7 separate regions of the Mus musculus genome follow, and all the other regions are linked to region 1. A link is a contact called in public promoter capture Hi-C data. All regions are on one chromosome and are shown on one strand. Each heading gives the region's core, a stretch centred on a gene start, on an enhancer-like site or on the middle of the called end of the contact. The rest is flanking DNA. Distances are from core to core; before and after follow the strand shown.

Region 1 (3,343 bases), core at 336-2,835:
CGTCTATTGATTTATATGGCGTTCCTCAGCTTGTTAAGAGCCAGGGTGATCCATAATAGGAAATAAAATATGTGTGATTAAACAAGAAGGGCAAGGGCTTTACAGCAAAACAAATGGTTTTTGCCTTTTGGAAAAATTCATAAGTTTAGTGACTCTGCCTTCATTTCTTTCTACAGTCTCCTTAAAATGTGTAATAATGTATGTATAGCTTTGTTGCATAACTGTTAACTGTGAGATTGAAACATTCCATTCTTAAGTAGGCAGTTGAGACAATGCAAAATAGCTTCAGAAAGTGCCCCCCCCCAAAAATGAGATTTTCAAGGCACATTTTTCCTTAATAAACCAAGCTGCAAAGAAGACTGCGTCCAGACCAGTTAGTTTCCTAGAAGTAGTAGAAAGCTCAGCTAGCCACTTGGAAATTTAGACAACTGAGTATCATTGAAAAGACACTCCAACCTGTTCAATTGACTTTCACTGTTGGTATTTGTTGATATTTTAGTTTGACTCATGCTCTGTAACCATGCTAGCCCAGAACTAATAATTCTCTTCCCTCTGGCATCCTTTGTAGGAATTGCATGGTGTACATCAGCATGAGTTACAACTTTAGCTATCTCTGGTCCTGAGATTGATGGATGCCAAATATACAAATACAGACAAACACAAAACTTTTCATATGCTAGGAGTTTAAGATTTGCTTGAACTCTGTTTAACTTTGTCTTTTTTGTAGTTGTGTACAAGAGTTACATTTAGTTTATGGCCAGTTGGTGGCTGCTGCTCTCTACCTCTATAAGCGGCGCCCTCAGGAGAGGGCGAGTTGCAGAACTTGCTGGCCTCACACAGATCCTGATTTCTTTTTTTTCCTGGAGAGGCAATTTCTGCTTTTTATTGATATTCAGGCTAGTCAGCCAACTTTCTAGCTACCGGACAGATCTAGTTGAAGCTTAAGGAGCTGTGTGTGTTCTCTTAGGGCAACACTGAAGAAGAGGCAAATCAAGTGCCATAGGAGTGGTATTAGAATACAAAGGGAGGGGGTATTTAAGCAGACAACAGGGAAATGTAGGAGTCACTATGGATTTAAATTCGACTCCCTGCAAGTGGCTTCCAACAGTGGACTAGGAGGCCAAGTGCCCTGAGCTAGTTCAAGAGGCTAGGCATGGGCTCTCCATCGGATGTCTGCCCAGCATTTGGGTACACATGGAGAAATCCCGCAGTTCCCCCGGAGTTTGAGTTCATCTATACAACCACAGCCTCTTTTGACCTCCAGTCTAGCATCCTTGTATTCTGTTTGCCCCCAAGTTGGAAAACACTGGGGTGGGTGGCCCCAGACTATGGCCGAGGACTTCAGAAAAGAAGACAGATGAAAAGGGTTGTTTGCTAGCGTACATGGCGCTTCCCAGCACACATCCCTTTTGGCCTTTGTTCCAGGTGATGAAGTTGCACAGCTTCCCCACCCACAGACGCATATCTGAAGGAACTACGTTACCCAGAATGCACTATCCACAGAGAGAGGAGCATGAGCCAATGAGAATTTAGGATAGTACCATCTTCGGGTTTGGCTGGAGGAATGGGGCGGGATTTCCGGCTGCGCTCTGTGGCGCTCATTTTAGCGGTTTTTGGGTCCCTCCTTCCAGATCGTGTGCAAGACCCCTTTGTCCAGAGGTGTACGGATCGAAGAATCTCAAAGGAGCGGTTCTAAGGGCGTAATATTCATCGCAGCCCCGGCACTGACAGTGGCAGTATTGTCCAGGTCCCTCGTCCCCGTTTCCCCGTTGTCTGCGCTCGCTTACTTGGATGGCTGTGCCCACGCTCATGCACCAGGCTTAGGTAAGTGGTGCGACATTTGTGGCTCCCTTGTCCTCGCCACTTATCTTGCAGAGTCGGAATTAGGGAGTCCCCTTAAGTCGCTACTCCCCAGATCCCTGTATTAGTAGGAGTACGTGATTCGGCTTTTCTATTTGCAAAGCTACAATGAGGAGGCGGAGTGGTACAGCCAGGGCCATAGTGTGTGTAATTTCTTGGAGCGACGCTGAAGTGTGGACTATTTAGGCCCGTAATAATGAGATGAAGTGTTGTACCATTTTCCCCATGACAGGAATTCGTGTTATGGAAAAACTACACAGACTTGAGTGTGGGTTTTAGGGTTTCCAAAAAGCTGCTGCTCGTGATGAGAGTATGTATGTATATATGTATGTATATTCTCATCTCAGCTAGTTCTTGGACCACCCTAGGGTTTTCCAACCTGGGAGTTGTGTGGAGATATATTATAGGCCAGTTGAGTCATTGTTCAAGGGTCCATAAGTAAGCACAAGCACTGAGGATTTAGGATCAGATGTAACGAGGGCATCCCTATGTCACTTTGCTCCGGGTTGGGAGAGGGTATAGGAAAACCTAAAGCTTTGGGTCCCTGCCATCATTCATAACATCTCTCATCTCACAGGTGTCCATGACTGCAGAAATGGATATGGCCCTCATGCAGGTGAGGAGAATATGTCCTAGGCTGTCACTGAGATATTTGTCTTGAGTCAAAGGGGCCTTAACAAATTGAAGATTGGAGTAGTTCCTTTTGGTAACAAACAATAGAATGTGATCTGTAAGGTTGACGCAGGCATTGATTGGCATGTGTAAATGTTTGGAGATGAGGCTCATGTGGTTCATAGAACCCCAAGTGTTTTCTTCTGAGGGAAGTGAAAGCAGCAGGGCAGGATTCAGATCTGGAATGAATCTCAGCGTTCTGCTTTAGAGTGATGAGAGTAATTCAACATTTAGGGAAAGGAAAGGGAAGAGGAGGGAGGTGATCTAATCTTAGTCACATAAGCCTCCATGTTTCTGTGGCATGGAGAACCCAGTTATTGTGAGGAAGTCAATAAGACCATGGGGGAAGCTGCCATAATAGTTTGGGAAAGTGTTAGCAGTGATTACACCAGGGTGAAGATGGAGGAAGTGGCAGGAGTCTAGATTAGTTTTGAAATTGGAGCTGCTTAGAGTCTCAGATTTTAAAGAAGGGAAGATACTATTTATACAGGCTGTAGGACAGTGGTTCTCAACCTTCCTAATGCTGCCATCCTTTAGTTCCTCATGTTGGGGTGACCCTCAATCATAAAATTATTTTCATTGCTACCTCATAACTATACTTTTGCTACCTTTATGAACTGGAACATAAATACCTGTGTTTTCCTTTGGTCCTAGGCATCCCCGTGAAAGGGTCTTTAACCCCAAATGAGTCACAGCCCACAGGTTGAGAACCACTGCTTTAGGACTTTAAAATCTAGAAGGATGGATACTCCATCAAATGTAATATAAAGTTGGTAATCAGGTTCGTTTCCATTTAGAATATTTTTTAATT
Region 2 (3,343 bases), core at 411-2,910, 4.3 Mb after region 1:
ATCCATCAATGGTCCTTCAAAAGGCCAGGAATCTGCACTGGGCACTCTGTGCCCTGAGCTGCACAACTCACCAAATATTTACTCAGAGGACAAGGGCTTCGGAATTGGAACCGATTCCAGCTGCGTACCAGCAATGTGTCCTCGGTCAAAGAACAACTGCTCCTTTCAAAGACTAATCTCCATCTCCTTGGCTGTAAAATGGGAGCAATAATCGAGGTTGGAAAGTCAAGTAAAATAAAGAGCAAAAAAGTACCCCAGAGCATGGCTGGAGAGGTGGCTCAGCAGTTAAGAGTACTGGTTGCTGCTTTTCCAGAGGACCTGGGTTCAATGCCCAGCACCCACATGGCAGCTCACAACTGAAACTCTAGAATCAGAGGATGCAGTAAACACATATGCAGGCAAAATATGGATGCACGTTAAAATAAAAATAAATCATTAAAAGAAAAAAAAAGTACCCAGAACACCACCTGGCAATAAACAAACCCCACCTATTGCATTTACTATCAACACACATTAACCCTCCAACTCCTTGTGAGTCATTTACGTAAAGCCACTGTGAAACAAGCGCCCAAGACTAAATTGTAAATTGGAATAGGTGTTAAAATAGCATATAAAAAGGAGTGAAGACTGGCAGTGGTGGCTCATGCCTTTAAGCCCTGCTCTTGGGAGGCAGAGGCAGGCGGATTTGAGTTCAAGGCCAGCCTGGTCTACAGAGTGAGTTCCAGGACAGCCAGGGTTATACAGAGAAACTCTGTCTTGAAAAACCAAAAAAAAAAAAAAAAAAAGTTAAGATGAGTATTTTTGTTTGTTTGTTTTTAAATTCAATTACTTTCACCGGTTTAAAGCTTGGCATGGCTCTCGAGTGTGATTAAGGCCAGCCTGGGCTACAGGAGACCATACCCAAAACACCATCATCAACAACAACAAAAACCCTGAACAAAACAAAAAAACTAGGCCAACGCTTGTAATCTGAGCACGTGAGAGGCTGAGCCAGGAGGATCAGAACCGAGAGATTTAAGTCCCTCTTATCCTGTTAAAACCTGTCTCCAAGCCCCTTCTGCACATTAATGAATTTCGCCTCTCGCGACAAGCTAATGAGGCGGATACGCTTGTAATGAAGAAATACTTATCCTCCAGAACCTCAACTCGACAGAAGTGCGTGTGAACGTGTGACCAGCACACAGGACTAGCCACCTGCACCGGTCTACGCTGCTATGGCACGGTGCCCCTGGATAGACCCCTTCCCGCAATCCTTTTCGAAGAGGTTAGAGGTCCCGGCGCCCCAGGATTTCTCAGTGGGGTCCAACTTCCACTCCACTCTCAGTTTCCAACCATCCCAGGGCTCCCCCTCGAACATCCCAGCCCCCTCCCGCTGCCCAGCCTCCCCAGGCCTCCAACTCTCCCGCGTCTGCATCTCGCGTTCCTCCCGCTCCCCGGCCCGCCCCCAGAACCCCACCTCCAGCCTCCTATCATCCCCCTCCCCCAAGCCGCCCATCCCTCCCTTCCTCTCCCTCCTCCAGACCTGGGTACCCCTCCCCGTGGTCCGCCCGTTCCCCGTACACCGGACTCCCCAGCCCTTCCTTTTCCCTCTAGCTCACCTCACTCTCCTGGGCGAGGCCCCCCAAACAACCTCACCTTCCCGCACATGCGCACAAAGCTCATCGGGACTCCATGCCCCAGCAGGCTTTGCGCCAAATTCACCCGTACTTCCCCGCCCCCACGTCCCCTCACTCTCTACACTAGGAATCGCTAATTCTACCCAACACTTCCCACCTCTCCCAGCTGGAAACTACATCTCCCAAGAAACATCGCGACAAAGCGGCTTTCCATTAGCCCTACTGTGATGAGTCCTGTACGCTCGTGCGTCCCGAGCTAGCCAGAAAACTACATTTCTTAAAGTGTAAAGAAGAAAACCCGATTCCTATTGGCTCACACAGGCGCAAACAGAGCGCTTCTGATTTTGGACTACATTTCCCAGATTTCACGTGGATTTCCTTCCTCTACCATCCCTCACAAGACACCCCGCCGGCTGACTTCTGGCAAACGCGGACGGGTCGGGGAGGGATAAGAGGAATCTGTGGTTTCGTTGTCGTGGAAACCGGGGGAGGCAGCACACTTGGGAGACCCGCCTCCAGGACCTTTAAGCGCCTATAGAGGAGGTCGTGGAGGCTATGCCAGAGTTCTCCTCAGATCAGCAGTGGGAGATCCGTCTCCTTGACAACAGTTGCAGTATCGCCCTCCCGCTCCAGTACTAGGTTAAAGGAAGGTTGAGGCTGGTCAACGAAACCTGACCTCTGAGAATTAGTTCGCTCGTCCCATACTGTCAGTCCACTCTCTAGCCTCAGTTTCCCGTCTTGTGAATAGGAAGGAAAATATTACGTGTCAAACGGCGCTTGTGTAGCCCCCTACGGACACTGAAGCCTCAGTTTCCCTACCTCAGAAAAGGCAAGAAGGTTTTGAGTTTGCTCTTTGTAATATGTATGGGTGTTTCGCTGAGTCGGTGCACCATGTGCTCGCAGTACCCACGGAGGCCAGAAAGCGGCGTGGGATTCCCTTAGACCTGTATTACAGACGGTTGTGAGCCACATGTAGGTGCTAGAAGGACGTCTAGAATAGCTTGTGCTTCGTTGTTAACCTCTTTGTCATCTTTCCAGCCCTACCCCTACCTACTACCCCAACGCACCACATACACACGTACTCGCAGGAGCGCAAGAAGGTTATGAGACTTTCTGTTTACGTGATAGATGGCTCTTACAAGCTAGTGGGGCAGACAGAGACTCTCCCCTCCTCACTGGACTTCGAAAAAAGGTGACATTGGCACACAAAGGAAATCATGTGAAGCAGAGTTGTTATTGTCCTTACCAAATTCGTGGATGGACAATACCATTGCCCTAGTTTCTATTTACTCACTAGTTTACAGCTTAGAGACGGATCTATCCCCACAACAGCTAAACTTAATCCTGTCCCACCTCTCTGCCCTCTCTGTCCCTCATCTTGGTAAGTGTGCTAACCACACAAGCTGCTTTGCTATTTGAAGAGCGAGCCTGCAATACCACATTCTTTTCCTAGTGGTGCTTTTCACATACTAGTTGGATTCTTTTCGTATATGATTTAAAACTTTTTTAAGACGGAGTCTCTTGTAGCCCAGATTAGTCTCCAACTCACTGTCTGGCTAAGGATGATCCTCTGCCTCCGCCTCCAGAATGCCAGAATTTGAAGTGTGAACTACCATGCCCAGCTTTATTTTCACGTTTATCTATATTGGCTTTTTTTTTTTTTACTACATATTTATTGTGATTTAGTGTGTGTGTGTGTGGGGGGGGTATGAGTGTGTATGCGTGTC
Region 3 (3,343 bases), core at 488-2,987, 4.2 Mb after region 1:
GTGGCTACACGGCATAAAAATGGCTTTGGTGACTGTGGAGAAAGCAAATGGTGTACTAGAGTCAGTCATTAGGCAGCTATCTCCAAAAAAATGTGGACAAAGTGCAGCCAGTAGGGACTAAGGAAACCTCTTTACCCATGTGTCCACAGGAGTCTCCATTCTGAATTTAAGAGCAGTGCCTGTGTAGCCCTGTCGTGGAAATCTATTTGTAAACCAGGCTAGACTTGACTTCACAGAGACTCACCTTCCTCTGTCTCCCATGGGCTACTGTGTGCTAGCATTAAAGGTGTCTGGCCTGAGGCCCTTCCCACTCCCCACCACTCCTCTACTGAAGCCTTCAAGCTACCTTGATAAGGAAGACACCCAACAGGTTCCACAGGTCAGGGTAGGATGCAACTTTCCCGCAGGACCATTCTTGGGCAGACACCAAGAAGCCAGGTTGCTTGCCTAGGGATAAAAGGAGTCTGGAGGGTGTGTGCACCACTGCTCAATCCAGAACCTCTGCTAGAGGTGAAAGACGGCCAAATTCCAAATGTAGACACTAAAACTCCTTTGGAATTCACCACTACAACCCTACCTGTACACAGGCCAACAACACAACAGCAAACCTCCACCGTCAGCACTACAACAAAGGCCAGACTCTACACCGCACTCAGTATGTCCCAGGCATTGTACAAGGCATTTCACCTGTATTATTTCACAGTCCGTTTAGCCTTTCCATCAACACTCTGATGAGCGCCATTTATCCCTTTGTACAGAAGGAAAAGTCTCATCCTTAACAGGTTCAGTTTCCCAGACTAGGCCATCACATCTCCTCCTCTAGAGGAGCCCGTTGCCACGGTAACAAATGAGATGAGGCACGATCAATCACACACTGGCACACACTCACAAAGCCATTGTCATCTGATGGCTCACTGTATCTCTAGACTTTGATAAATAACTTCATCAGCCTCTCTCTCTCACACACACACAAACACACCCGCCAACACTCTCACACCAGCACAGCTAGTGACATAGAGATACTCAGAACTGTGTGCCCACACCCTTGGGCCCCTCTAGCCTGCGGTGGCCTCCTTTCCCACTAGGACCTGTACAGTCACCTGTCCCTGGGCCCCACAGGCCGAGTGCCCTCAGACTATGATAAACAGCTCCATCAGTCTATCACACTCACACACAAGTACAACCGAGATGCTCAGAACTCTGTTCCTACATCCACTAGCGGCCCCTTGTAGTGTCTTCCTTTACACAGGGCACACTGGTCACATCACGCAGTTGGTGGTATTCGCACCTGTTTCTTGGGGCTCACAGGCCTAGTCGGTCTCTCCCTCTCCCTTCCCCCCTCCCACTTCCCTTCTCCCGCGCCCCCCTTCCACTTCTCTTCTCTCGCGCACACACATATACACACGTGGAGTCTCCTGAAGGATTCTCATACTGTGTTCACCCCACAACAAACAATATACGCCAAGCATACACGAAGCTTCAGGCGTGCACCCGAATCAACTCAGATCACCAGAGCGACCCACGCAAACAGGTCTCTGTCTCTCTCTGTCTCTCTGTCACACACACACACACACACACACACACACACACACACACACACACACACACACGCTATCAATCATTCCCACTGAAGGAAGGCTCGCAGTCACCAGACCCCCTCACCTGTCTCCCTGCTGCGTCCTCCGTCTCACAGCTGCCACAGAACTGCTAGCAACAGAGCTCCCGCGCCTGCGCACTCGCCTCCCAGACCCCCAGGGATCCCTTCAGGGCCTCTCCCCGGTCCCCCCGCCCCTCCAGAAGGACGCAGGCCAGTGCGGCCCCGCCCCCAGGGCTTCCCCCGGAGCGCGGAGCCACGCCCCCTGACACGCAACTAGACGCTGCAGTCGCAGAACCCCGGAGACAGCGCGAGGCCACGCCCTCAATAATTTGGTTGGCTATTCTGCCGACCCGTGTGCGCCCTCCTACGCTAAGCGCTTTTCTAAGGGGTTCGGCCAAGCTCCCGTTAGAGTCCATTCAGCATGCGTCCTTTCCGGGATGCTTCTCCTAGCGTTCCACACCTCGGACTCACTGGGCTTCCACGCGCCTTACGCCGTGCGCAACCGCGAGCTTGTACCGCCAACCTCAGGCTTTGGCAAGAGACTAAGGATATCCACGCCCAAAAGGGTGTTTCCATCCTCGTTGTCGCCTGTCTGGAGACCTTGTGACCCTCAGAGGAGAGGACAGAGTTTCTTCTGTGGCTGTTTAGAAAGCCATGGGGGAAACGATGGGCACGTGAGAAGAGGAGCGTTCCACCTTGGAGTCTGATTGAAGACTCTCCACAGCACAATTCAACACTTATAAGGCCGTACTCCCTCCCAAACTATAAACCTGAAATTTTCTAGGAACTCAGTATAAATCTCACGTAAAGGGGAAAGGCCTGCCCTAAACCTCTTGAGCAACCCTAATGATTTCTGGTCCTACCTTATCAAATTATAACTCCATTCAAGCCACTTCCGGAGTCACTTTACATCTCACCAAGTAGAAAGAGAATAGGGGTAATACTTGAGGAAACCCTAGGCTCAGTGAAGGACAAGGAATGACTCTCGGGTCGCACAGCAATCACCAGGATAAGGGTAGACTAGACACCAGACCCTGTTATGGCATCCCTTAGCAAGAACACAGTCATTGGTGTGTGCACAAGTGAAATGCTGTCAGCTGCACAATTCAGTATACCCAACCTGCGTATAAATATAAGTGCCTAGAGAAAGGGAAGTGACTCATTTAGATCTTCAGTCAAGACAGTGATGAGCGTCAACTGTGACATCTGAATGGTCATGTGGGAAACAACGGCACTACTGAGCAAACACAGCATTTCATTTCACCGATGGGAAAACTGAGGTTCCAAGCACATTGGACCTTACCTGAGGCCCCAGAAATAGGAAGTAGGAGGGAAGCACAGAGGTTAAGTTCTACACATCATTTCTCTAAAGGGGAAACCAAGAGACTGAGAGAGCCCCAGTCCAAGAATGGGGGTACAGGGTGGGAGGCTCCAAAGAAGAAGTGTGACTCAGATTCTCACAAGTCTTTCAAAACCTCCATCTATCCAGGAGAAACTATGATGTTACTACCAAAAGAGGCAGGGAATTCGTTATCTTGGAGACCAGAAAGGGTGAGACTAAAGGTTGCATTCATTTCCCAGTGAATGAAAACTAAAATAAAATAAAAAGGGAAGAACATGACTGTTCCTAGGTATGGTAGATGAGAAGGTTTATTGTAGATAAAGGGACACATAGTCAGAGGCACGGATGTCTGAGAGAGTCCAAAGTGAACATGACCCTAAGCAATATGAGGAGAGGGAGGAGGG
Region 4 (3,343 bases), core at 511-3,010, 4.2 Mb after region 1:
ATTTGAGCAGGGGTTGTCCCTGAGCCTGCTGCCTGCCTGCCTGTGGATCCCTACCCCTACATCCCTGACAGCCTTATCTGGCCTCAGTGGGAGAAGATGTGCCTAGTCCAGCAGTGACTTGATGGGGGGGACGGGGAATTCATACCCAGAGAAGTGGTTTCTCCTCAAAAATGGGGAAGGTGGAATTGGGGGGCGGGCAACGGACTTGCGTGAAAGGAGTACTGAGAGGAGAGAAAGGGCTGATATTGGGTTGTAAAGAGAATAAATTTAATTAAAAAAAAAGAATATTATCCAAAATAGCCCCCCAACTTCTTTTTTTTTTCTAGCAGCCCCCCCCCCCCAATGGCTGACTTAACCTAGGGCTTCAAGCATTCTAGCTAGGCAGGAGCTCTATCATTGGGTTACAGCCCTAGCGCACTTCCTCCCCAGTCTATGTTGGTTCCATAAAGATGAAGATTTTGGTCAGGCGGGGTTCATTGTTGTGTCCATTTCAGAGTCTGACATACAGAAGGCGAGTAATGAATGATGCGTGAAAAGGTAAGGCAGAGAGAAGGTAAACAAACAAGGGAGAAAGAAACCCAGCAACGTGGGCCCTGAACCAGGAGATGACCAATTTTCATCCGCTGCTCTGGACAGGGCACCGGCCAGCTAGCACTGCGCATGCGTGCTCGAGCACAGCCCCCCCACCACCACCACCACCACCACAACTACCCCCACCCCCGACTCCTCGTCTAAGAGACCGAGGAGAGCAAGCAGCTCCTGCGCAGCCTGAGTGAGTTCTGGTTCTGACGACCGGAAGGGAAGAGACAGAATTCAGCGGAGATTCTAGGACCCCCGAAAGCCGCGCCCTAAAAGGCGTTCCCAGCATGCCTTACGCCGCTCCAGTCAAGCGCAGTACTCCACCTCCCAGAGGCCCTTGCGCGGAGTCGCTCCGCAGCCGCGCCTTTGTGAGCTCTACCGGCGCCGCGAGATCGAGCCCCGGCCCCGGCCAGATCTGCCTCGGCGCCGAGTGAGAGGTGACGAGGACTGAGGAGACGCTCGGTGAGGATCAAGGTACCGCGTGGGAGAAAGTGTAGTGGGTGCAGAGTGACCGTGCGAGACCACGCCACCGTATATGAGGGGCCTATTATGATTGTAAGGTTGCAACTATGTGAGACTGAGGCGGTGACAATGTATGTGACATTATAAGACAGCACCCCATAATGGGGGGAGCCTGTGACTGTGAGTATGGAGATACATGAAACAGAGAGAGAGGCTTGTGCCAGTGTGTGATAGCGCTAGGGGATGTGTGTGGGAACATGAGTGAGTGACTGTGGCTGAGCCTGTACACTGTGTGAGACTGAGGTGGTTATCATGTGTGTGACAGTATGAGACCACCCACTTGCATGAGGGGGGCCTGTGACTGAATACTCTGTGAGACTAAAAGACTGTGACAGTGTATGTGATTGTACCGGGGAGGGATCAGCTGAGTGACAGTGTTAGACTGGATCACTGTGTATTAAGGACTTCTGACTGTGAGACTAAATACTGTGTGAGACCGAGGCTGTGACATTGTGTGTGACAGATTGTGACAATATAAGGGATCATGTGGGAGAATGTGTCTGAAGACTCATATGACAGTGAGACCCCACACCGTGTGAGGGGGTCTGGTACTGCATACACTGTGTAAGACTGAAAGGCTGTGACAGTGTGGGTGACTGCACAGTGGAGGGTGTATTATATGTGAGCACTTTGGAGTGGGGATCTGAGTGGCAGTGTCAGACCACACCTTGTGTACGAGATGCCTGTGGCTGTGAGACTGAATACTGCTTGAAACTGAGGGGTTGTGACAGCGTGTTGACTGTATATGACAGCATGTGGGAGAATGTGTTTGGAAACCTATCTGACAGGGTTGAGACCAAGCCACTTTATTGTGAAGGCCTGAGGCTTGAGACTGTGCCAAGAGTACTGTCAGGGCCTGTGACAGTTTGTGAGACTGAATGCTGGCTATGACATAGAGTGAGAGGCTGGGACAATAGGTGTAGCACTATGAGACCATGTCACAGTGTTGAAGGGCCTATGATGGTGTATGAGACTGTGAGATCCCATAAGGATGTGTGTGAATACACAAGACTATGCCACCAGGTACAAGGGGGGTCTGTGACAATGTGGAATGTGGGGATAAAGACGCCATGAGGGGCTTTGAGGCTGCATTTGGGACTATGTGATATTATTACAGCAAGACTTTTGCTACCAGCTGGGATGGAGCCTGTGACAATGTATGGGCCCGAATAACAGTGTATAGGGCTATTTCATTGCATCTAAACAGTGTAACTGTTTGAGACAGACAGTGCTGGAAAATATGTGACAGTATGAGATATCATAGGGGGGGAAGGGCGGGGGGGGGCATTTGTAGGGTATCCTGATCCTGGTCCACTGTCTTCTAGATCACATGGTCCCTTTGCTACCCACTCTGTGCAAAGTAGCTTCACTTGATGGCCTACATCTCATCCTTATGGAAAGGGTGGAGATATACTTCCTTTTAACGTCATCTATACACTATAAATTCCAGTCTAGTTTCCAGTTTGGCACAGTTATTTTCTCAACTATTGCCTTGTGTATCTTCAATGATGTAAACCTTCATGTGTGAAAGGTGGAAGATTCTAATCTAATAATGCCAGTCTTAAATTGCTCAGACATAAGTGAAAGAGATAACTTAGACATAAAATATATGTTGAGTCCCAGAACTATACAGTACATAGGAAAAGCATTGTTAAATGTAGGGATACCTCAAATGCATGTCTGTGGAGGGAGGAGAAGGACAGAGGTGTGATGCTGGGGCTGCAGGATACACCTGGAACTTACAGTTTCCTGTTTCTGTCCACTTTACTTTCTTAGGACACCTCCCTGCTCCCAGAAACACAGCCATACATTCTTGAAGCTTTAACGCCATGTCCAAGGTAAGAAGCGTTTCTTTTTCCCTGGAATGCCACCTTATTTATCAGTCAGGCTAAACCACTTTGATTTCAGAAATTCAGCTGCCTGACAAAATCTCCTCTCTCCAGTGACTTGCTCTTGTTCTCCACTGCAACACAAGAGCTAGTCCCCCAAGACTAAGCTAAGAGCACCCTTTCCCCCGGCCAGCAAGGACGCAGTTCAGCCTCGCCTGTGGGTTCAGTGCTCTTAGGAACTCACTCTAAGAGGCAAAAATACATTTTTTTTGGTGGGATTATGTAAGCTCATATTGTGGGTATTAGAGGTGTAGATGTGTGTGGTAGCTTTTCTCTACAATCTCTGGTTTGAAAGGAAATAGGAGGGCTTTTGGGGGGTCCAGAGTTTGGGCATTTGGCAGAAACTCATGTTC
Region 5 (3,343 bases), core at 249-2,748, 4.1 Mb after region 1:
CCATATCATAATGCAAAAATGCACTCAGTTCAACTTCAAAGGCCTTCATAGTCTATCACAGTCTCAACACTAAAGTCCAAAGTCAAAATCTCTTCTGAGACTCATGCAATCTCATAACTGTAGCCCTGTAAAGTCAAAATTAAAAAGCAGATCACATGCTCGCAACATACAATGCCAAAGCATACACATTATTTCCAAAAGTGGGGCTGGAGAAATGACTCAGCAGTTAGGAACACTGGATGTTCCTCTAGAGGACTGGGGTTCAATTCCCAGCACCCACATGGCAGCTTACAACTGCCTGTAACTCTAGTTCCAGGAGATCCATGCCTCCAGCCATGCATTTGGTGTACATATTTGTGCATGCAGGCAAAATATCCATACAAGCAAAAATAAATAAATCTTTAAAAATAAAAACACATTCCAAAAGGGAGAGAAAGGAGCACAATAAGAAAATCAATACTGGACCAAAGAACAAAGACGGAAAACAAGCAGGGCAAACTCTAAATTCTGCATCTCTGTGTCATTCAGATCTCCGAATCCTTTCAGCTTTGCTGACTGCCACGTACTTCTCTGTCTTGGGCTGGTTCCACACTCAGGCTGCAGCTACCCCACGACTCTAGTATCTCCAACATCTTGAAGTCTCCAACACAATCCTATCTTCACTTTACCCACTTCCCTCAACGGCCTCTCAGGATTTCTATGCAGGGATACAATACTCCTGTCAGAAAGCTCTTTGAATCCTTTCCTTTTGAGTCGCTATGGACACTTCATCACGTAAGCATGGCTGTGTAAATCATTTATCTGAGTGTGGGTTGCACACGCCTGTAATTACAGCACTTGGAAGGCTGAGTTAGGAAGATCAGAGTTCCAAACTCATCCTCTACTTACATAAAGAGTTTGAGGACTGCTGGATTACATGACATTCTGTCTCGAAACATCAACAAAAGGACTGGCATCTGGTGATCAACCTCAGCTCCTGTCCTCTCCTGGATGGGGTTTGGGACTGATCCTCTAATCCCGTTTAGCGTCTGCGATGATCAGCACCGACTCTGAAACTACCTTGAGTCTTGTCAGCCATCAATCAAGAGCAGTCAACAAGGTATTTATTACTTTGGAGATTCCAAGCATTTAAGTGCTGTAATGCAGATCACTGGAAGACACACTTATCATCATACATTTCACAGTTCTCTCACAATCACAGCACTTATTTCTCTCAGACTCTGTCTCCCTCTCTCACACCGAAAACTTACAGCCCAGTTCCTTTCACACACGCACGGGCCTGGCACACCCAAGCACAGACTTAGATCCGGACGCCCAGTCGTCTGAGCTTTCGTGCCCCCTAGATTCCACGCAACCGCCTGCCTACCTCCAGACAGAAAACACAGGGACCACGAGGATCTCCCCTGCCCGCAGCGCTCGGGCTCCCACTCCCTAACAAGCGCCCGCTAGCTGCCTTACCCAGACGCTGTCAACCGAGGAACGCTGGGAGGTTTCCTACAAGCTATGTGTGCGCAAGCGCAGCCTCTGCCAGCGACGACCTAAGAGCTTAATCTGAGAAAGGTGGGGCTGAAGGGGCGTGTACTCAGCGAAGTCTGCGATGAGAAGCGGGTACTACGGAGAACAGTTTCTTAGACTGAGGGTGAAGGCAAAGCTAAGCAGAGAAGAGCAAGGGTCTCAGAAGTTTGATGTGAGGGGCTGGGCTTAGATAGGAAGGTTCCCAGAAGAAACTGGAGTAAGGGGCGGGGCTTGGTGGAGAAGGGGCGTGTTCTCAGCAGAGTCCCTGGAGAGGGCGGTACTAAGTGGGTAAGGGGCGGGAGCTTATCCGTATTAGGTGAGGGGCGGGGTTATCAAGTAGGGCGGGTTCTCAGCTCTGTGTGAGGTGAGGTGAGGGCAGGGATTAGAGGAGGGGCGGGTTCTCAGAAGAATCCGAGGTGAGGGCGGGGCTTAGCAAGAACGGTTGGTCTCCGCCTCCGGAGGTGAGGGCGGAGCTTGGAGGAGAAGGGGCGGGTTCTCAGCGGCTCGTGTGAGGGCGGTGCTAAGCATTGAAGGAGTGGGTTCTCGGCAATCTGAAGGGGCGGGGCTTAGCCAGTAGGGCGGTTCTCCTCACAGTCAGAGGTGAAGGCGGGGCTTGAAGAAGGGGCGGGTTCTCAGCAGATTCTAGAGGGCGGGACTTAGTATAGAAGGGGCGGGTTCTCAGCAAAATCTAGAGGGCGGCGGGGCTTGAGGCGAAAGAGCAGGTTTTCAGCGTAGTGCATGGTGAGCCTGGCGCTAAGCAGAAAAGGGGAGGGTTTACAGCATTCTGAGATGAGGGGCAGGGCTTAGCAAGTAGGGAGGTTCTCCCCGCAGCCCGAGGTGAGGGCGGGGCTTGAAGGAGAAGGGGCGGCTTCTCAGAGGAGTCAGAGAAAAAGGGCAGAATTTGAGGAGAAAGGCACCATTTAAGACTGTTTGCAGAACGGATTGGAGCTGTGACAGTGTGTGGCTGAGTGCGTGATTATACAGAAGGGTTGCCCAGGATTCCTAGCCGTGTCGGTTAGGGCGAGTCTTGCGCCAGCTCTTTGTTAGGCTCCCCACCCTTTCGTGAGGCTTCCCTCACACTCTTTTGTGAGCCTCCTTGATGTCACTGTCCCTTACTTAACCAAGCTCGATCTTTATTGTTAGTTTTTGAGATTATAATTTTTGTAGAGGGAGATTTGAGGTGGTTAGCCCAGACTAACCTCCGAAATGGGTAACTCTTGATCTTTCTGTATCCATTCGTTTTCTTCCAAATTGAAATCAATGGTGTGAGCCCCCACGACGCAAGGCTTGGAAGTTTGATCTTTGCGGGAAAGCTTTGCTACAATAAAAACAGCCACTATTCTACATCTGATTGTCTCCTCCCTCCCACTCATGTTGATCACCTCTGGGATCAGCAAACCAGCATATGTTTCACCTACAAAATGGGAATGTCATAATGTTGGAAGCAGCAAATACGACAATGTCATAGGAACCAAAATATAAGAGTCAGATTTTTTTTCTTTTTTTTTCTTTTTTTTTTCCTTTTTCCGGAGCTGAGGACCGAACCCAGGGCCTTGGGCTTGCTAGGCAAGCACTTTACCACTGAGCTAAATCCCCAACCCCAAGAGTCAGATTTTTTTTTCTGCCTTTTGCCAAACTAGAAATTAACCCTGCATTGAAGAACCAAGAAATCGATAGTTGTATTAAAAGCTGAAACAAATAAAACGAGGCCATGTGGATGAAGAGAGAGAAGAAGCAAAGACAGTTCCCTGGCTTCTTGGATCTTAATTTCCACAGATAAAGCAGACCTGACAAATGGGGGGCTATAAAGAAATATAAAGTAGGGAGG
Region 6 (3,343 bases), core at 417-2,916, 3.4 Mb after region 1:
ACATCAATGTGGCAGGATATTTAATATATGTAACATAGGGGACTTCAATTTAGTCATTGAAACTTGTTTTGTCACTCGTTGTCCTGGCTTGAATCAAAGGGTAACAAAAGAAAAAAAACAAAATCCAAGAAGGGCTGGAGTGATTGCTCAGCAGTTAAAAGCACTAGATGCTATTTCAGCCTTTAGGCAAAGAGCAGGCTACATCTGACTATTGTCACTCTGTTCTGTTGTGAGGCCACTTTCCTTGGACAAAGAATCCTTGTCCATCTTATACTGTACCACTTTGTGGAGCTGGTGCTTGCCACATTGCTTGCAGAAAGTCTGGAGTATCTTAGTAATGTTCACATGTTTACAGGAGTAGTACTGGCACAGAAAGGAAATACAATCTTCAGGAGAGTAAAAATAAAAACAATAAAAACAACCTTCTAGGACTGGATTGCTATCAGGGACATCAGCCCTGTGCCTGGGCTCATTATCCAGACCCCAGGGTTCTGTAACATCAGTAGACCGGGGACCATGTACCATCTCATCTGCATCAAGAGTTTGCAGCCCAGCTGACCCAGCTGACCTGAGAGGCTCATGAATAGAGGCATTCCTACTTAAGGCTTAGAATCAGTCACACTAAGGCAGCAGATTTCAGACTTGTCCAGATGTCAGAAGACAAAACCTATCTCCGCTCCTACCTTCCAACCTTGTTTTTCTTTTAGTAAAAGGGTTTCTTGTGTATTACTGGAAATTGCTCTGTAGAGAAAGTTAGCCTTGAACTCCAAGATCCATTTGTCTCTGCCTCTCAAGTGCTGGAATTAAAGGTGTATGAGCCATCTCTTCTGGGTATTGTAGTTCAGACAATGTGGACCATGGGAAACCGGGACAGTTGCAGAAGGGGAAAGTGGAGAAGCGATATGCATGAAATTAACAGGACTTCTGCGGACACTGTCATGATTACAGATACGCCCGTGTTCGCATTTTCCAGAGCAGTCTTGGGGGGGGGGGGGAGTACAGCAAAGCTTCCTAAATGTTCCTAAATGTTCCTTTAATTTTCTCTTAGCACAATAGAAGCATTAATCCTGACGACTCCATAGTGGTGTGAGAAGTGTCTGAATCTAGAGTCCTGTGGTGAAGGAATCTTTGAATCCAATCCAAACATGTCCTTTTCCCCTCTTCCATGGTCACCATTTCTGTATTTATTAGCCCACGAACCTGGCGAGTATCATTTCACACAAGGCAAATGTCTCAAATGCAAAATTCAACTTTGCCCGTCTCCTGTATTTCTAGACATCAAATAAAACAAGGTTTCACTATGTAGCCCTGTCTGGCCTGGAACACACTATGACAGCTTCGAAAACACAGAAATCTACCTGCCTCTGCCTGCAGTTCTGTAATTTAAGAGTTCCAGCAAGCCTGACCTTGTGACTCAGCCTCTACTATTTCTAATCCACATCTAACTCACCTAAGGTAGAAAACGGTGTGGAGAAAATAGTCTCCACGCCAGTGCCAAGAAATCCACTGAAACTTGGTCTTGTCAAGCAGGGCAGTTGTGTCCGGATCGCAGAAATTTGCTCCTGCATGAACTACATTGCCCAGAAAACATTGCATGAAACTCAGCCAATGAAAATGGGCATTTCAGCGACGGCGAGAACCGTTGGGCGGGACTTTTGGCTTTGCGTGCTGGAGGTTCTTTGTAACTTCCTGGACCCGTCAGTATGGCTCACAGAAAACTGGTGTCATCTGCTTTGGCCATGGCAGGAAAGCCGGCACGTTAAAAGCGTTTGTCCCCCGTCACAGAGACGGATCTGAGGTTTGCGACAGCTCGTGTGATCTGATCCAGGCTTCGAGTGCGGATGGCGACTTCCCAGGGCCCCACCATCCTCTGGAGCCCGATGGTGATTGTGGAGGCTGCGGGTGGAGCCCTGCCCCAGGTGAGTGCCTAGTGATCGCCCACCTACCTGAGTTCTAGAGCACTGAGATCTGGGTCAGGAGCCAACAGGGCAGACGTTCATGTCCCCGACTGTAGGGTACGGATGAACGAAATAATGTTTTTTGACATCTGTGTGCTAGATCGCTAGAGCCATCCCCTCTGACTCACAGTGCCTGTTGGACTGTACCTCCCAAGGCTTGTGGGCGGGCCTGAGCTCGGAGACAGAGCCCTGGGGTGACCTCTACTGGCGTTTTAGATGAGGGAAAAAGGGCCCAGTACCCCTAAGGACCTGACTTTTGTTTATAGAGAGACTGGTAGCCATGGAAGATTTGAACAGAGGTGAAACTTGATCTATTCAAACTTTCCCAAGCATCTCCGGGGGAATATTGAGCAAGGATGAAGTTATGTGGATGGAGACAGAGATCTATGAATCCTTAGGTAAATGCTGTGGACTAATGCAGCAGTTAGGGTTGTAGACCATAGAGGGAGAGATTAGTCTTCAAATATCTGAATTTTTTTGAGACATATGTAAACGAGGCTATGTAAACGAGGCTAGAATCAAACTTGCAATCCTTTAGAGTGATTGGATTAAAGGCAGGACCTCCCACTTCCTGCTTGTTTGACTTTAAAGTAGTACTTTCTTTCCCTTTTATTATTCATTCATTCATTTACTTACTTACTTACTTACTTATGTGAAAACATTCAGCATTTAACTAAAGTCTGCTGTGTTAACTACTTTTCCCCCTGGAACTCAGGTCTGGCTGGCCTATGTAGCCAGTGCTTGCCTCAGTCTCCGAGATCTGCCTTCCTTTGCCTTCCAAGTGTTGCAGTTAAAGGGATGCACACCATGCTTACCCAATAACTTTTTTTTTTCATTTTCCCCTTGGCTTTTTATAGAGACAGGGTTTCTCTGTGTAGCCCTGACTGTCCTGGAACTCTCTCTGTAAATCAGCCTAGCCCTGAACTCAAAGATCTACCTGTCTCTGCCTCCCTAGTTCTGGCATTAAAGGAGCGTGCCACCACTGCCTGACATCTTTTTTGGTTTTTTGAGACAGGCTTTTTCTGTATAGGATTAAAGATGAAAGCCACCACCACCTGCCTCCCAATTGTATATAGATAAACCTATACATTCTAAAACAATTGTGTGTTTGTGAAATTCTCGACACAAGCATTAGTGAGGTGCATAGGAAACAGCTGTACTGAGTACTTCACGCATAGGACTCAGTTTGGTGCAATCACTTTCCTTTTGAGCTAGGATTGTGTGGCGGTATTAATGAGAATGATTTCCATAGGCTGATGTATTTGAATGCTTAGTCACCAGGGAGTGGCACTGTTTGAGAAAAACTAAGAGGTGTGGCCTTGTTAAAGGAAGTGTGTAGCTGGGAGAGTTTGCCAAGGCTAGTGTCTCTCTCTGCCCGAACCCCA
Region 7 (3,343 bases), core at 557-3,056, 3.3 Mb after region 1:
ACAAGACCAGCTTCCTTTTGGCCATGATGGCAGACTCTCATTGTATAAGCACTTAGGAGGCTGAGGCAGGAAGGAGTATCACCTGATCAAAGGAGTTAAGAAAAAGCCTTCAGGACACTCCCTAACACCCTAGAGCTCCCAGGGACTAAACCACCAATCAAAGAGTACATATGGAGGGACCCATGACTCCAGCTGGATATGTAGCAGAGGATGGCCTTATTTGGCATCAATGGCATCCTTGGTTCTATGGAGGCTTGATGTCCCAGAGCAGGTGAATGCTAAGGCAGTGAGGTGGGAGAGCTCCCTCACAGAAGCAGAGAGGAGGGGGATAGGATAGGGGGTTTGTGGAGGGGAAACTGGGAAGGGGGATAACATTTTAAAAGTATTAAAATAATAAAATAAAGCTGATTCTGTTTCCTAATCCACCCGTATTCAAGGATAAACAGCAGCCTTCAGCAATCAGGATGTCTCCATGCTTAATTTTCCCCAGAGTTGTAGATCTGTGTGACTAGCCAGCGGCTGACATTCCCACTATACTACTGGGTTTTGAAATCTCAGTCTCCCTCTTTTTGTATTTATTTATTTATTTATTTATTTATTTATTTATTTATTTATTTTCTCCCAGTATGCATATGTATGTGAGTGTACAAGTAGAAAAGCAGGGCACAATTTTCAGGAATCAGTTCTCTCCCTTTATCATGTAGGTTCTGGGGACTGACTTAAGTACTCAGGCTTGGTAGCAAGTGCCTTTACCAACTGAGCTATCTTATCAATCACTCATTCTTTCTTAGGGTCTCACCATGTATCCCAGGCTGGCTTTGAACGTGCCTTGGTCCTCTCTAGTGTTCAGACTCCAGGGATATGCCTCCATGCTAAATGTTACATTCCATTCTTAAGAACCCCCACAAAAATGAATTCCACTACCAACGTGAGGCAAGAAGTGTGGCCACACTGGTGAACTTACTAGAACACCCCACACTCACCTGTATACAGACCATACCCTTTTCTGTAGATCTGGGAACCTGTGGGAAGAAAGTTGTAAGAATCAAAGACCATGGTAAGTTTTCATGGACCTGGACCCCTGTCCAGTCCTGAATCTTCATAACCTTTTATATCTAAATTATCTCTAAACTATGCATAGTGCTGAGTCATAGCAGCTGCGGGATGTTGCACAAAGCTTTATTCTCCTGAGGGCTCCATATTATTCTCTTCCAGCCCGCTCTAACTCTGTGCAGCTTTTGGAATATTTTGAATAACCTCTAGCTACATTTATCTTCCATTCAGTCCCGCTGGCTCCTCCGTAGTGAGGGCATAGTTAATGCACCTCACCTTGCCGTTTTTTTAGGCTGGAATGCTCCCGGTTAAAGTGGCCAAACGTGATACTGCCCACACAAATCAGTCAATCACTCTTCTCTTGGTCCCACTCTTCCATGCCTCATCAGACTAGTTACGAGAAATGCGGATCCCATCCACGAGCTTGGCACTGTTCTGGACACAGGGATTAAGTTTTTCATAAGGATGTGAGCTGAGCGGGAGTCCTCAAGGGGCTCTAGGACTCAAAGTATCTAGGGAGAGGGAGCGCCTAGTATGTGGCACTTACCTGAGCCAGGTGCTTCAGCGCCGCCATCCGGCTCTGTAGAGTACGCAGGGGCCGGTGCACGGCCGCCGCGGCTGATGATGGTCTGCTTGGCCGACACCCAGTGCCTGTTCGCTCTCGTACCTTTAGTCTAACTTGCTGATTTTAAAGCTCAGAATCCTCCAAATACCAACCCATGGACAGTTAAACCAAAGACAGGACAAAATGCAGGAAGTACCGCCCAATGTCTGTCGACCTTCCCAGGCAGAAACTGCCCTCTTTGGCTCAGCAGTTTGCTACTCTGCTCTTGGCATTGTGGGTAATGTAGTTCCTACTGCTCAGGCTTGAACCAACAGCAGCCCATAATCCATCCTCACAATGATCTTAATTTGTTTCAGAATATTTCTGCAGTAAAGGAAGAGTGGGGATTTTATTTGGGATTTTATTTGGGGGAACCTATATGTATTTATAAAGGAAAACACTCCAGATGCAATGCTGACACATCTCTGACCATGCTTAGTGAAGAAATATGTTGCTACTTATGGAAAGATATTCGACACACTGTAGCATGTTTTAAATAGAGATAATTTAGCCCAAATTTTGAAAGTTAAAACAGCAGACAGGAAAAACTTTTCGAGCCTCTCTTGAGAGGTTTTGTAAGCCACTCTGCATTTAGAATGAGTGAGTTAAATATAGAGTAAGCCAAATTGAAGAATAAATATGAAGAAAGAAATACCAAAACATCTAGTTGGGAGAAAATATCCAGCAAAAACCAAACAAGGCAGCCATCTGTGAGTCCTAATGGGGGAGATCCCCCGCAGAACAATGTCCTATCAGGTAACTTCAGGAAAGAACAAGGAGCACCATAAAGGGACAACATCATCCAATCAGGTATTCACAGCACTAGCAGAAGCTAACAGGGTGGGGAGGGCAAGGTGAGGCAATGACGGAGTTCCTGACTGAGCTTTCTCCCCAGGCATGAGCTTCCTATGGCTGAATTGTTCTTTTTCAATACAATAACTTATTAATGTATTATTTGTTTCTTTGTTTTAAGACAAGGCATCACTTCATAAGCCTGGCTGGCCTGGAACTCACTATGTAAACTACGCTGTTCCCTAACTCATAGGGATCCTCCTGTCTCTGGAGTGCTGGAATTAAAGGCATGGGCCATCACTCTGGGCACATTACAGAGATTTTTATATCCTAGGAGAAACAGTAGTAAATTTTGTTAGAAATGTTCACTTTATACCTGTTCTGAAGGACACACAATTTAACATTCAGGCTGTTTTGCTTTTCCCTCTGAATGAAAATTAAGACACAATAGCTCCAGGGTATGGTGGAAGAGGAAATTTTTATTGTAGATGTAAGGGAGAGTATAGACTGAGGCATCTAGAAAGATTCAGACAGACCAAGAGAGAGAGAGAATTCAAGGGAAGAAGTGAAGAGAAGAGACAGAGACAGAGACAGAGACAGAGACAGAGACAGAGAAGGGGTAGGGGGTAGGAGCAAGCTGATCAAGAGAGGCAAGAGTAAGCCAAGAGATCCTGTGGCTGAGGAAAGAGAAATTGAGGGAACTTAAGGGAGGTCCCTGGGTTAGCGTAGGGTGCAGAGTGAGAAGTGCCTACAGGAGCAAAAGGTACTGGCTGAGACTAGAGGCCAAGCAGACAATAGTATTCTTATAGCCCCTTGTTTCTCTGGGACTTGACACCCTCTTCATCACAGAACTTGAGAAGGGAGCAGCTCAACTCCAGACAAGGGACTTCAGAA

Evidence for each region. Promoter capture Hi-C pulls out the DNA fragments that hold promoters and counts their contacts.
Region 2: a contact with region 1 is called in a promoter capture Hi-C map of second pharyngeal arch cranial neural crest. The contact joins the promoter of Zfp444 here to the promoter of Zik1 in region 1. A contact is called at or near these places in 5 of 39 promoter capture datasets (cranial neural crest, frontonasal cranial neural crest, maxillary cranial neural crest and 2 more).
Region 3: a promoter capture Hi-C map of pre-B cells shows a contact between it and region 1. The contact joins the promoter of Zfp667 here to the promoter of Zik1 in region 1. A contact is called at or near these places in 6 of 39 promoter capture datasets (cranial neural crest, frontonasal cranial neural crest, hippocampal neurons and 3 more).
Region 4: a contact with region 1 is called in a promoter capture Hi-C map of second pharyngeal arch cranial neural crest. The contact joins the promoter of Zfp583 here to the promoter of Zik1 in region 1. A contact is called at or near these places in 5 of 39 promoter capture datasets (cranial neural crest, frontonasal cranial neural crest, maxillary cranial neural crest and 2 more).
Region 5: a promoter capture Hi-C map of second pharyngeal arch cranial neural crest shows a contact between it and region 1. The contact joins the promoter of Zfp78 here to the promoter of Zik1 in region 1. A contact is called at or near these places in 5 of 39 promoter capture datasets (cranial neural crest, frontonasal cranial neural crest, maxillary cranial neural crest and 2 more).
Region 6: a promoter capture Hi-C map of pre-B cells shows a contact between it and region 1. The contact joins the promoter of Zfp954 here to the promoter of Zik1 in region 1. A contact is called at or near these places in 6 of 39 promoter capture datasets (the C10 cell line, cranial neural crest, frontonasal cranial neural crest and 3 more).
Region 7: a contact with region 1 is called in a promoter capture Hi-C map of pre-B cells. The contact joins the promoter of Zfp418 here to the promoter of Zik1 in region 1. A contact is called at or near these places in 6 of 39 promoter capture datasets (the C10 cell line, cranial neural crest, frontonasal cranial neural crest and 3 more).

The regions. Positions count from the first base shown.
Region 1 is chr7:10,493,623-10,496,965 of GRCm38.p6, reverse strand. It overlaps Zik1 (zinc finger protein interacting with K protein 1), which reads left to right and starts at 1,585. Exons shown (of 4, transcript NM_009577.3): 1 at 1,585-1,824; 2 at 2,438-2,476. The coding sequence starts at 2,444.
Region 2 is chr7:6,170,830-6,174,172 of GRCm38.p6, reverse strand. Zfp444 (zinc finger protein 444) reads right to left here and starts at 1,660. Exons shown (of 4, transcript NM_028316.3): 1 at 1,599-1,660.
Region 3 is chr7:6,284,974-6,288,316 of GRCm38.p6, reverse strand. Zfp667 (zinc finger protein 667) reads right to left here and starts at 1,737. Exons shown (of 5, transcript NM_001024928.2): 1 at 1,663-1,737.
Region 4 is chr7:6,328,851-6,332,193 of GRCm38.p6, reverse strand. It overlaps Zfp583 (zinc finger protein 583), which reads left to right and starts at 1,760. Exons shown (of 5, transcript NM_001033249.3): 1 at 1,760-2,124; 2 at 2,878-2,939. The coding sequence starts at 2,931.
Region 5 is chr7:6,361,463-6,364,805 of GRCm38.p6, reverse strand. It overlaps Zfp78 (zinc finger protein 78), which reads right to left and starts at 1,498. Exons shown (of 5, transcript NM_001025163.1): 1 at 1,459-1,498.
Region 6 is chr7:7,119,799-7,123,141 of GRCm38.p6, reverse strand. It overlaps Zfp954 (zinc finger protein 954), which reads left to right and starts at 1,666. Exons shown (of 5, transcript NM_172738.3): 1 at 1,666-1,919. The coding sequence starts at 1,842.
Region 7 is chr7:7,169,816-7,173,158 of GRCm38.p6, reverse strand. Zfp418 (zinc finger protein 418) reads right to left here and starts at 1,806. Exons shown (of 4, transcript NM_146179.2): 1 at 1,601-1,806; 2 at 984-1,022. The coding sequence starts at 1,627.